Regions from separate parts of the Macaca mulatta genome. Here region 1 is linked to region 2. The links are chromatin contacts, called in public Hi-C maps. All regions are on one chromosome and are shown on one strand. The core of a region is the stretch at or near the end of the contact, and the rest is flanking DNA. Distances in the headings are between cores, read along the strand shown.

Region 1 (6,053 bases), core at 2,839-5,338, 54 kb before region 2:
AGCAGGAATAATTAGTATGTATCATCACAGGGTTGTTATAAAGATTAAATCAGATATCACACACAAAATGCTTAGAATAATAGTAGCTGGTCTATAACTAATGCTCAATAAATGTTAGCTATTTTTAATCACTTTAGGGTAAAGTAGCAACACTAAAAACAACACACTTAGGAAAGCAACAAGTCATTAAGGAGAGGCAAAACCTTGAGGGTACTCTATGAACAAATGGGATTACTTCAAGGGACCAATTCTACAGATATTTTGCAGATATGCACAAATAAATATGTAAAAAAAAATGCTTACTGCAAGTATTTATGTAAGTATTTGTAGCAAGAAATGAAAAAAAAATCGATCACTATCATATACAGAATCCTAGGTAGTCATTAAAAAGAACAAATGAGAATTAAATGCACTAATGATCAATAATCTCGAAGAAAGATTAAGTGAAAAAAAAAAAGGTGCTGAAAAACGTGTATAGCAGGATCCATGTTTTGTAGAGGTAGGGTGTACATAGTGCAAGTATGTGCATATGTACATATATGAATGTATGTGTGTAAACATACAGAAACAGTAACCCAATTTTTAATTTTTTAATTTTTATTTTTTGTAGAGACAGGATCTCTCTATGTTGCCTAGGCGGGCAACACAGAGAACTCCTGGCCTCAAGTGATCCTCCTGCCCCAGCCTCCCAAAGTGCTGAGATTACAGGGATGAGCCACTGCACCCGGCCAAGATAATCCAATTTTTAATAGTGGTTACCAGTAGAGGAAATGGGATTTCACTTTTTACTCTATATATTTTTGTGCTGTTTAACTTTTCATAATAAAACACATATTTGTGTTTTAAGTTTAAAAAACATTTAAGAATGGAGGACAAATAAATGTTATTTACAAATAAACAGAAGGGAAAATGAAGGGAATAAAAATGTTCTATAATAAACATATTTCTATTAAAAGAAAAAATATTAAAAATGTGAATACATGCAGCTTCATCTGGCTTATGGAAACATGGGTGATTTTCCACTACCCTCTCTTCCTTCAAAATACCTTTTCACTCTGGACAGGTTTTACATTTCAAGGGAGTGGGGGTGGGAAGGAATCTGATTTCAAGGTAACTTGATAAATTTACTCACATGTAATCTGCCTCGAAGCTCTCGGTCATTTCTCATCTTCACATAAATTCGCTCATCTAGGCTGAGCCTGATAAGATCCAGGGGCTCCTCTACAGTGTTGGTAGTTTGTTGCTGATAACAGAAACAGGTTTAGTAATATAGTACTAGAGATAAAGTAGTGCTTAAATCACTGCTATGCTGTATGACCATGTGCAAGTTATTTAACCTTTTTCTGCCTCAGTCTCCTAATCTGTAAAATGGAGATAATAGTGTCTACCTAATACTGTTTTTATGAGGCTTAAGTGACATATATGAAGGCTTAGAACAGAACTTTTCACATAGTATGTGCTATATAAATGTAGATTAAAACACGCATACATAAGAAGGAGTTACACAGCAAAATAATCATGACTATACTTTGTTCCCTCAAAATCCAAACTGCCTGACCCGATTTCAGGGTATAGGGTCTTAGGAACTTTAGCTTTATCTCAAATATTATGTAATCATAGGAAAAACACTCACTTAATGCCTACCATATACTAGTCAGAATGCCAAGTAGAGGTGTAGGTTTATGGGAAGATTATGAATTCAGCACAGGTTGAGGTTAGGCTGCCAACTGGCCAGTAAGATGAATATTTAGTAGCCAGAATAGAACACTGGTTCAAAGCACTGGCTTAGCCGGGCATGGTGGCATGTGCCTGTAGTCCCAGCTACTCCGAGGCTGAGGTGGGAGGATTGCCTGAGCCTGGGAGGTGGAGGTTGCAGTGAGCCAAGATGGTGCCAACAAGCAAGCAAGCACTGACTTTGGAGTCAGGCAGTCTGGGTTCAACTCCTGGCTGTGACCTGACACTTATGAACTGAGATTAAAAATCATGCCATCTGTAATTCTCAGATTCTTCATTTGTAATTGAGAAAGCCACAACCTTCCTTCTGGATTCTTATGAGGATGAAACTAGTTAATGCATTTAAAACAGTGCCAGGAAAGCAGAAAATATTAATACTTAGAAACGGTTCCTTTTGGCTGGGCGTGGTGGCTCAGGCCTGAATTCCAGCACTTTGGGAGGCTGAGAAAGGCAGATCACCTGAGGTTAGGAGTTTGAGACCAGCCTGGCCAACATGGTGAACCCCGTCTCTACTAAAAATACAAAAATTAGCCAGGCGTGCTGGCACGTGCCTGTAGTCCCAGCTACTTGGGAGGCTGAGACAGGAGAATCGCTTGAACCAGGAGGCAGAGGTTGCAGTGAACTGAGATCACGCCACTGCACTCCAGCCTGGGCGATAGAGTGAGACTCCATCCAAAAAAAAAAAAAGAAAAGAAAAGATTCCTACTAATATTATATTATTAAAGAACTGCTGGAAACACTGGTTTTAGAGGTCAGGGCTAGGATGACTTGGGGTCACCCACATGGAAGGGAGGGTTGCAGCCATTAAAGAGTTAGATGATTCAAGGAGAGCTTCTTTAGTAAGTACACAAGGCCAGTGGAGGAAGGTAACTGAATTCGTAACAGGCGCTAAAGATTCAAAAGGCCCGATGAGAGAAAAAAAAATAACCTAACTCAACTGGTCCCTATGTCCCTCAGTTCAACAGGTGTTTGTTAAAGGATCAGATAACCAACTGTTAGATTACAATGATACAGAAGTCACAATCTCCACCCTCAAGGAGCTCATTCTAATGTGGATAGGCATATGAATAATTATAATACTGTAAGAATATGCACATGACAGAGCTCTACTGCTACCTAAGCCTCTGTCTGGGATGCCCACTTTCTGTTCTTTTTCATCCTGTAGCTTTATACATTGGCTTTTAAAAGAGGCCTCCTCTGATCATCTAACTCATTCACTCAAATATTTGTTGAGTATTTCCAGCACTGTTCTAAACCCCAAGGACAAAAGAATGAACAAAACAAAATGCCTACTGTTATGGCACTTACATTCTAGTCAGGAGAGATACACATTAAACAAAGATGCATACATTTAATATGAAAAAATAACGTTCTATGAAGAAAAATGAGGCAGGGTAAGCAGAGTAGGGGGAGTGCTATTTGGGCAGAAGTCCTCTCTGAGGAGGTGAGATTTCAGTAGAAAGTTTAAGTTGTAGCATGATCTCCAAAGATATTTGAGGAAGAAAAAGACCAGGTGAAAAAGCTTCTAGGACCATCTGTTATTCTGCATACCAGTTCCTTGTTTCCTTCATAGCACATCACAGTTCCTATAAATCTTACATATTTATATTTATCTGTTCTCCTCGCGAATATAAGCTCCAAGTCATGGCAAGGATCACTTATATATCGATGTCAGTGTCCCTGGCTCTTAGAACAGTGTCTAACCATACAAAGCTGATGTTCACTCTCTCTGCTGAATGAGTAAATAATTGTTGTGCTCAGTAATAACAACTCCTAACTTTATTATCTGGCTTTCTATTGGAATCCTGACAGCTCCGTGAGGTAGGCACGCATAATAATTTACAGATTTAAAAAAACAAAGCGAAGAGTGTGATGAATAGTCATCAGGTGGCCTTCTAACGGAAAAGACCTCAGGGCCTGCAGCAAAATTCGGACAGGGGTGTTTACGGAAAGGATGGGGCGGATTAGGCCGTGTGACTTGGAAAGAAGAGGCGCGACTGGCCATTTTTCCTGCGTTTGGAAAAAGCAGTTTAGTACAAGAAGCGGCGCCGAGCCACCGCCTTAAAATTCACTCACCTGGTCTACGTCGTCCGCCATGTTTCAAACCCTGCGCCCTTTCCCGCCTCTCGCGAGAACACAAGAGCAACGCCGAGCTCCGGAAACGTGATGCTACAATACACCGGAAATAGAAACCTGCTGTGCTCTTGCCTGCTTCCCGCGGTTTTTTAGTGGCCACGGGTATGGGGCGGAGCTTCCTTTGGGGGCGTGACTAGGCCTCCAACGAAGGGGCGTGGCCAGACGCGCCCGCCTCGGGGCGGGGCCTGCGTTCTAACGCATCGCGGCCTGGTGCGTCACTCGCGAAGTGGATTTTTCCCCGACAAGCAATATGGCTCGGAAGCGCGCGGCCGGCGGGGAGCCGCGGGGACGCGAAACGCGCAGCCAGAAGTCCAAGGCCAAGAGCAAGACCCGGCGTGAGGAGGAGGAGGGTGAGAGCGTGGCCCAGCGGGCTTCGCGGGAGACTCTGCCGGTGGGCGGAGGAGGCCCAGAGGCAGGGGCGGCGGGAGTCCAGACGCGGAGGCCGGGAGGAGGTTGCTGCGCGCGTTCCGCGCAGTGGGGGCAGCACGGCAGGCCGCGGCCGGCCCTCCCCGCTGTCCCTGCGCCTTTGTCCTCTGCACCCAGAGCGGCTTCCCGTGAGCCTCGCCCGACCCAAGCTCCTGCGTAGCTTCTTTCCCGCTCCCCGTTGTCCAGAGGATACAGCGCAGATGTTCAGGGTTGAACGCGGAGAAGGCAGTTATTTGTGTCCCAGGAAAACGGACGGACGGACCAGGACGTAGAGTGATGCAGTGTGCTGACTCCCGAATGATAACTTCAGCTGAGTCTCGCCCAGAGTTCCACAGTGGGATCCCACCTGACTTCCCCTCGTGGATATTGGATAGGCTTCTTACATTTGTCGTGGACAGTGCAGAGCTCATGGTCTTCCCCTTCAAATCTATGCTTTCCTCCGTTTTTCCAGTCCCAATACTTGTTATAAAACAAAGTCCACCTTTTTCTTATGTGCACACATCCAGTCCCGTCAGCAAGTCCAGTCAGTTCAGCCTCAGACTGTATTTCAAATTTGTCCACTTCTCTTCATTTCCATGGCCACAACCCCTGTCCAAGTCACCATCACCTTTCAGTTGAGTGACTGCAGTTTCCTCTTGACTGGCCTCCCAGCTCTGCATCCAGCAACGCAAATAATCTTTAAAAAAAAAAAAAAAAATCATGCCATGCTCCTGCTTTAAACTCTCCTTGGTTTTCCATTGCTCTTAGTTTAAAATCCAGTTGTCTTATCCTGGCCTGCAAGATGCTACGTGTTTTGGCTCTTGCTACCTCTCCTGTTTCTCCTACCACTTGTTTCCTTGCCAGATACCCTCCTCATTGGCCTCCTTTCTCTTCCTCAAATATGCCAAGTTATTTCTTGAGCCTTTTCCTTTGATATTCCTTCGGCCTAGAGTGACCCCCCACCATGGCTTTTGCCAGGTATGATTTCTTCAAATCTCAAGTCAGACATTCCTTGAGCAAACTAAGGTAGTCCTTCCCAGATACCCCGTGGATACTAAAACCTGTGATGCTCAAGTACCTTGTATCAAATGGCCTAGTGTTTCCATGTAACCTATGCGCATACTCCGACATACTTTAAATCATCTCTAGATCACTTGTAATATCTAATACAATGTAGATGCTATGGAAATAGTTGTCATACTATAGTTTTAAAATTTGTGGGTTTTATTTTTCCCGAAATATATTCATCTGTGGTTGGTTGAATCTGTGGATGCGGGGCCCGTCGATTGGTAGGGCTAAGTGCTAAATAAATATTTTTTATTTTTTATTTTTTTCGAGATGGAGTCTCACTCTGTCGCTGAGGCTGGAGTGCAATGGCATGACCTCTGCCTCCCAGGTTCAAGCGATTCTCCTGCCTCAGCCTCCTGAGTAGCTGGTATTACAGGTGACTGCCACCATGCCCGGCTAATTTTTGTATTTTAGGAGAGATGGGGTTTCGCCATGTTGGCCAGTCTGGTCTCTAACTCCTGACCTCAGGTGATCCATTCGCCTCGGCCTGCCAAAGTGCTGGGATTATAGGCATGAGCCACTGTGCCTGGCCAATAAATATTTTAAATAATTGCAAAATGCAGGCTGTAGAAGGAATTTCTGGGTCTCCTGAAATAACTGGGTAGATTAGGTAACCAGCAAAGGCTATCACACTCGATTCTGTGTTTCTATACCGATTATAAGTTCATCATCCATTAGAAAATAGTCAAATGGTAATAATTCCTAAACTT
Region 2 (5,589 bases), core at 2,974-5,473:
TATGTGGTAAAAACACACAGATACTCAATGTGCAGTTTGGCTAGGTACAAAATATTTCCATCTCCCCAAAAAGTTTCTTTGTGCCCCTTTCCTGCCAACTCTCCCCCTCTCCACCAACCAGAGGTAACTGGTAGGGATGGGGAGAATCTGAATTTGAATTTCTCCCACTGTAGATTAGTTTTGTTTCTTCTAGAACTTGAGAAAAATGGAATCAGGGCACCAACTCCTTTCTGCCCAGCTTCTTGGACTCAGAGCACTGCTTTTGCAATTCGTCCACGTTGTGGTGTTTATCAGGAGTTTGTTCCTTTTCAGGGCTGAGTAGTATTCCATTTATGACTATACCACAATGTGCTGAATCATTCGTCAGTGGATGGGTATCTTGGCAGCTTCCAGGTTTTGGCTATTATGAATAACGCTGCTGTGAACATTCATACATGAACCTTTATGCAGACGTGTGCTTTCATCTCCTGTAGGAATATACCTAGGAGTACAACTGCTGGCTCACAGAGAAGATGTGTGTTTATGAAACTGCCAGGCTATTTTACAAAGAGGTTATTAGAGAGGTATTTTTAATTAAATTCAGCAAACAGTGGCTGAGCTTTCTGAGGGCAGTGCTAGCCCTTGTGGGGTCAGAAGTAGACAGTCTTAGGGCAGTGAGGTCACAACCATAAACAATACTAGAAGGTCATACAGAGTGTCTTGTGAGAGGGGTGGACTCAGTGCTCAAGGAGTGACCCCTTCCAGCTGGGGTATCAAGGCAGGCTCCCTGGAGGAGGGGGCATTTGAGTGGAATCTTAGAGACAGACCTTAGGGGAAGAGCATCCCTAAAGGGAGAACCATGTCAGCAGTGATGAAGAAGTAGGAAGTGGTCCTGGGGGAGCAGCTGCCTATCTGCTTTGGCTGGGTTGTGGGAGGGATGGAGGAAGAAAGGGCTTGGAGCTAGGCATTTCTGGGCAGGTTCACAGTGGGCCTCAAACTCAAGGGTGAGTGGATCAGGCTTTGGTCAATAACACAGGCATGATTTGGGGTGCATCCACTGCTGATCAAAAGCGTCATCGTCTAGGGCAGGATTCTGGAGCCAGAAGAACTGGGTTTGAATCTATGCTGTGCCACACACCAGCTACAGGGTCTTGGGCAAAAGCAATTTCACCACTTTGTGCTTTCCATTTCCTCTGTGCATAGGGTTGTGGTGAGAAGCAAAGAACATAGTTATTGGGGGGCTCAGGGCCGAGGCCTTGGTAAGCACTCTACACATGTTAGCTAGTGGGAATGTTACCAGATTTCTCTACAACTGATAGTGGGCTGGCACCAGGCTGGGAGTGAGCTGACAAAAGTCACAAAGATATAAAGTGGGGCCCAGCTAAGACAGTGCCCCATCCTGGCACTAGGGGCCAGAGGAGTGATTTGAGTCAGAGTCTCTGCTTGGACAAAGCTGATGTCACGTTCTGATTGTCTTTGAATATCACCAGCCAAGGCCTCCAGTGACCAGATGTCCATGAATCCAGAAGTCATCTTGACTTTCTATACCATTTGGAAACATTAAGGGAGGGAATCACCACAGGCAGGCAGGTGACCATCATAATGATGACAATGGCAAACACGCCGGTCTATCACAGGCCAGCCCACACGCAAGCCCAAAGAGCTGGATGCCATAACCACCCCATTTCACTGATAAGAAAATCGGGCTTGGGTTAAGTCATCTTCCCAGATCACACAGTTTCTAAGAGGAAGAGTTAGGATTCACATCTGGGCAGACTGGAGACTACTCTCCTATTACTCATTCCAGTCTGTGCTCCCCAGCTCTTGGGCTACAATGTGAGTTGAATGTTGGGTGCCGGCTGCAGGCAGCAACAGGAAAAGGAGGCGTGGCTTCCTCTTGGGCGTCCCCTCAGCCAGCATCAAGATAAGGGGCTCAAAGACAGCCTTGGAGGGAAGGAAGAGAGGTACAGGAGGGTGCCCCTCAGGCTAGGGGAGGGATGAGGTAGGCAGTGACATGACATACCCAGCCCACATTCTGAACCAAAATTCCCAGTAAACATGGAGGATCATAAAGGATCTATATATACACACATATTTATATATACATATATATTACATGTATACACACAAATGTAAACACACACACACACAGACATCCCCAGTGACACATCCCCTCCCAGTCCCAGCACTCAGGACTCAGAAGAAATGAGCAATGAGTGGTGGGAACAGAGGCTGACACATAAGCCCTGGAAATGAACAGAACTGGGTTCGATGCCCAGGTTCACCAATCACTTGCTGTGAAGCCTGGGTAAATTGCTCTACCTCTCTGATTCTGTTTACTCACTTATAAAGTAGAGAGGGGAATAGTACCTTCACCATCGGTACTGCTGCTGCTATACTGATTGAGAATTCTGTTGCCTCCCTACTCCATCCCACTATCTTCTTCCTCACCCAGCCTAGTGGCTGCTGTAAATGTATACCCAGCTACTGGATGAATCAACAAATGCTTGGCAGCAGAGGATACTCAAATGCATGTATGTTCCTTGGTGAGGGGCCAGGTCTCAATGTACCCAAGACGATCTCTATTCACTGGGACCATCTGTGCTCCCCTCTGCAATGACAGGCTAGTTTTCAAGTATTAGGTACCTACGACACACCAGGCACTGTGCTAAGCAGTCTCCCTTAAATGTCACAGTAACTGATCCATGAGGCTACATAAACCTGGAGAGATGAAAGCCACACATCTACTGGGTGGAAGAATCTGGATTGCCCCCAGGTCTCCCTAACTCCAAAGCCTGCCCTTTGCAGCATGCCAAGCTGGCCACAAGAGTTTGGGCAGGTGCCTTCCCCTGCTGGGGAAGTTCACCATCTGTAAAATATGGTGGTGGTGGTGATGGGAGCAGACAGAGTCCACATACTACAAACAGGCTGGTCTCCTGTCTGCCCTCTCTCCTGGCCGAGCCTGAGTCTCTCGGAATACCTCTGAGGCCTTTCTAGGTACACCATTCAAGGCTTCTAACCCTCCTGTGGGCCCAAAGTGTCCTGGGAGTGTAGATGATACTAACCCGAGACAGAGTGTACTAGGACTGTGGGTGATGCACACCCTGGCCTCTCAAGGGGTGTGGGAGGCAGAGAGGACGCTTGGGGACAGAGGCGGCGTCTGGAAATAGGGTGTGACAGGCAAGGGGAGAGCTGCTAGGACACTCTACCAAAGCAGGAGGGAGGGTGTGTCTGGGGCTGGCTGGGCTCCTAAGCAGGCCCTAGAAGCACTTTCACAGAGGAGGGGAGAAGTGAGTCACCAGCTTCTCCCACATCCAGCGCCCTGGTAGGAGGCGCTGCTTGGTGTGCTGAATGAATGTTGGGCTTAAATAGTTTCCCGAGAAAGGCTAGTTGCAGGGAGAAGAGGCCTTGAAGGAACAGCCCTCAGCCAGGCCTTCTCCAACCAAATCCTTGCTAGGAGGAGGAGGGGCCCCGACAGTAGAGAAATGCTCCCTCTCCCCCTAACTCCTTCGCTCCCAGCCCAGCCTAAGCTTTTTGCAGCATCACAGCCTCGGTTTACACAGCCTCCCTAGAGCGGGGAGCTCTCTGCCCGCCTGGACAGCCCTATCCGTCCATTGCTGGACAGCTCCACTTGGGCTGGGTCGCCTTCCTCCCTCCCAAGGGAATGGCCCCCTCTCTGAGCTCCCGTCCAGCTCTCATAATGCGCAACCTTGGGACGGCTTCAGGGCCCCAAGATACAGGAGGGAACTAGGAATGCAAGGAGGAGCCGCGGAGAGGCGTACAAGCAGATCGTAGTGCGGGAGCAACACCTCCGAGTCCGCCTCCGCACGAACGCCGAGGACTAGGCGGACCAAAGAACACGGACAAAAGAAGTCTGGACGGTTCGAGAGATTAACAGAGGGATGAGCTGGCGAAGGCACCGACACGGCGCGCAGAGGGAGATGCGGGCCCAGCCGCAGGGAGGAGCTCCAGACGGCGAAACGGACCCAGAGGGCCCCGGGGAAGAGCCCCAGGGCGACGGAGAAGCCTGGGTGTGGCCCGGCTGGCCAGGGGACACTCACATTCGCGGCCATGGTGGGACCCGGCTCGCTGCCGCCGCCTCGCGCTGTTCAGCTAGGAAGTGGGCTGACGACTGGAGCGCGGAGTCCAGCGGCCTCTTGCCAGCCCCAGCTTCGAAAATCCGCGTGGACTCCAAGACCAGGCGGGACTTACTGCAGTTACCGCCCCGTGTGCCCAGTGTTTCTGCGCATGCGCACGGCGAGACCTGGAAACGGGTCAGGGACATTACAGTACCTCATTGATGCGCCTGCGCACTGCAAAGCTTTCTGGGAAATGTAGTTTCTACTGCCTGGCGAGCTGCTGTGGGGCTCGCGACCTGCTGGGAAATGTAGTTTCCGGCTGAGGTGGGCCTGGCCGCGGTTAAGAGGGCGCCGAGGCAGGCGCGCGGCGGGCAGGCCTGGAGGGGGCGGGTCCGCGCGGGCTTCGGAGGCGCCCGCCCTGCCTGAGGAGAGGAGGTCACGGCGTAAAGCTGCAGCTACCGCCACTGCCGCTTCTGCAAGGTCTCAGGGACGGGCTGCAGCCATGTCCTATTGCCGGCAGGAAGGTAGGGAGGGCGGGCTGCCATGGAGACCGGCCTACGAGGGCCTGCGGGAGACACGCGGGCCCCGGCGCCCCGCTACCACGCCGCAGGCGCGGGCCACCCGAGGCGCGGCCCGGTTGCCCACCCTGGGACACTCGGAGGCGGGCAGGCTGGGGGGTCGCCACTCGTGTTTTGCGAATGAGAAAACCGAAGCTCTCGGGGGAACGGGACTGGTCCAAGGTCACAGTGAAGCCCGAACCCTGACCTCAGAGGGGCCTGTGCGTGGGAAGTCGTAAACTAGGCCGGGTTGGGGCACGGGAAATGCCGAGCACGTTGCGTGTGGCTCGTAACTGGGAATGTATGTTAATTATTACTACCGCTCCTGCCATACCCCACGTGTTGCCATTTTGCACGCGCCTTTAAAAGGCGGGTCCCGAAAAGTTGCTACTGGGGGTAGCGTGTGCTGTGCTGGGGTGCTAGGAGTTGTGCTAGGAGTTCTACTAACGGGAATGTTTTTGAGCCCCCTGCTACCTATCAGGCACTGTTCAAGGAAACTTACGTGGCTTGTCTCATTGATCTCGCTGCGCCCTTTGTAAGTCAGACTCTGTTACTGGTCACATTTTACTGAAGAGTAAAGTCTGACACAGGAGACTTGGCTAAAGCCACTCAGCCAGCAAATCGTGGAACCGGGGTTTGAGCCTGGGCATTGTGACCCCAGAACAGCCTTTTCCAATCTAGTGCCCAGTGGATTGCAGGGAGAACCCTGCCTACCTCCCACCCCAAAGTTGAGCTCCAACCACCTAATGCTTCCTTGATGTTACTCTACCCAAGAGCTCAGAAGTACCCAAGCCACAGGTCGGAGGGCCTCCCCACACACTGCCACAAACTGACTCCTTGGCCCTAAGCTCCTACCTAACCCCTCCAGGCCCTGGTTTCCAGTGTTGTAAAATGAGATGTTGGGCTTCACTGATACAGCAAATATTCATGAAGCATCTTCTCTGCTCCAGAGAAGGGGGATGGATGGTTATAAA

The links. Hi-C and Micro-C count contacts between places; a contact is called where the count stands out from the background.
Region 1: a Hi-C map of cortical neurons shows a contact between it and region 2, with 3 times the contacts expected there. The contact joins the promoter of XPC here to the promoter of TMEM43 in region 2. A contact is called at or near these places in 5 of 14 Hi-C or Micro-C datasets (CD4 T cells, blood, cortical neurons and 2 more).

What each region holds. Positions count from the first base shown.
Region 1 is chr2:152,979,686-152,985,738 of T2T-MMU8v2.0, reverse strand. XPC (XPC complex subunit, DNA damage recognition and repair factor) reads left to right here and starts at 4,088. Exons shown (of 16, transcript XR_013414215.1): 1 at 4,088-4,220. LSM3 (LSM3 homolog, U6 small nuclear RNA and mRNA degradation associated) reads right to left here and starts at 3,884. Exons shown (of 4, transcript NM_001261364.1): 1 at 3,811-3,884; 2 at 1,133-1,243. The coding sequence starts at 3,831.
Region 2 is chr2:152,926,479-152,932,067 of T2T-MMU8v2.0, reverse strand. TMEM43 (transmembrane protein 43) reads right to left here and starts at 4,223. Exons shown (of 11, transcript XM_077993533.1): 1 at 4,041-4,223. The coding sequence starts at 4,052. CHCHD4 (coiled-coil-helix-coiled-coil-helix domain containing 4) reads left to right here and starts at 4,479. Exons shown (of 3, transcript NM_001198709.1): 1 at 4,479-4,582. The coding sequence starts at 4,561.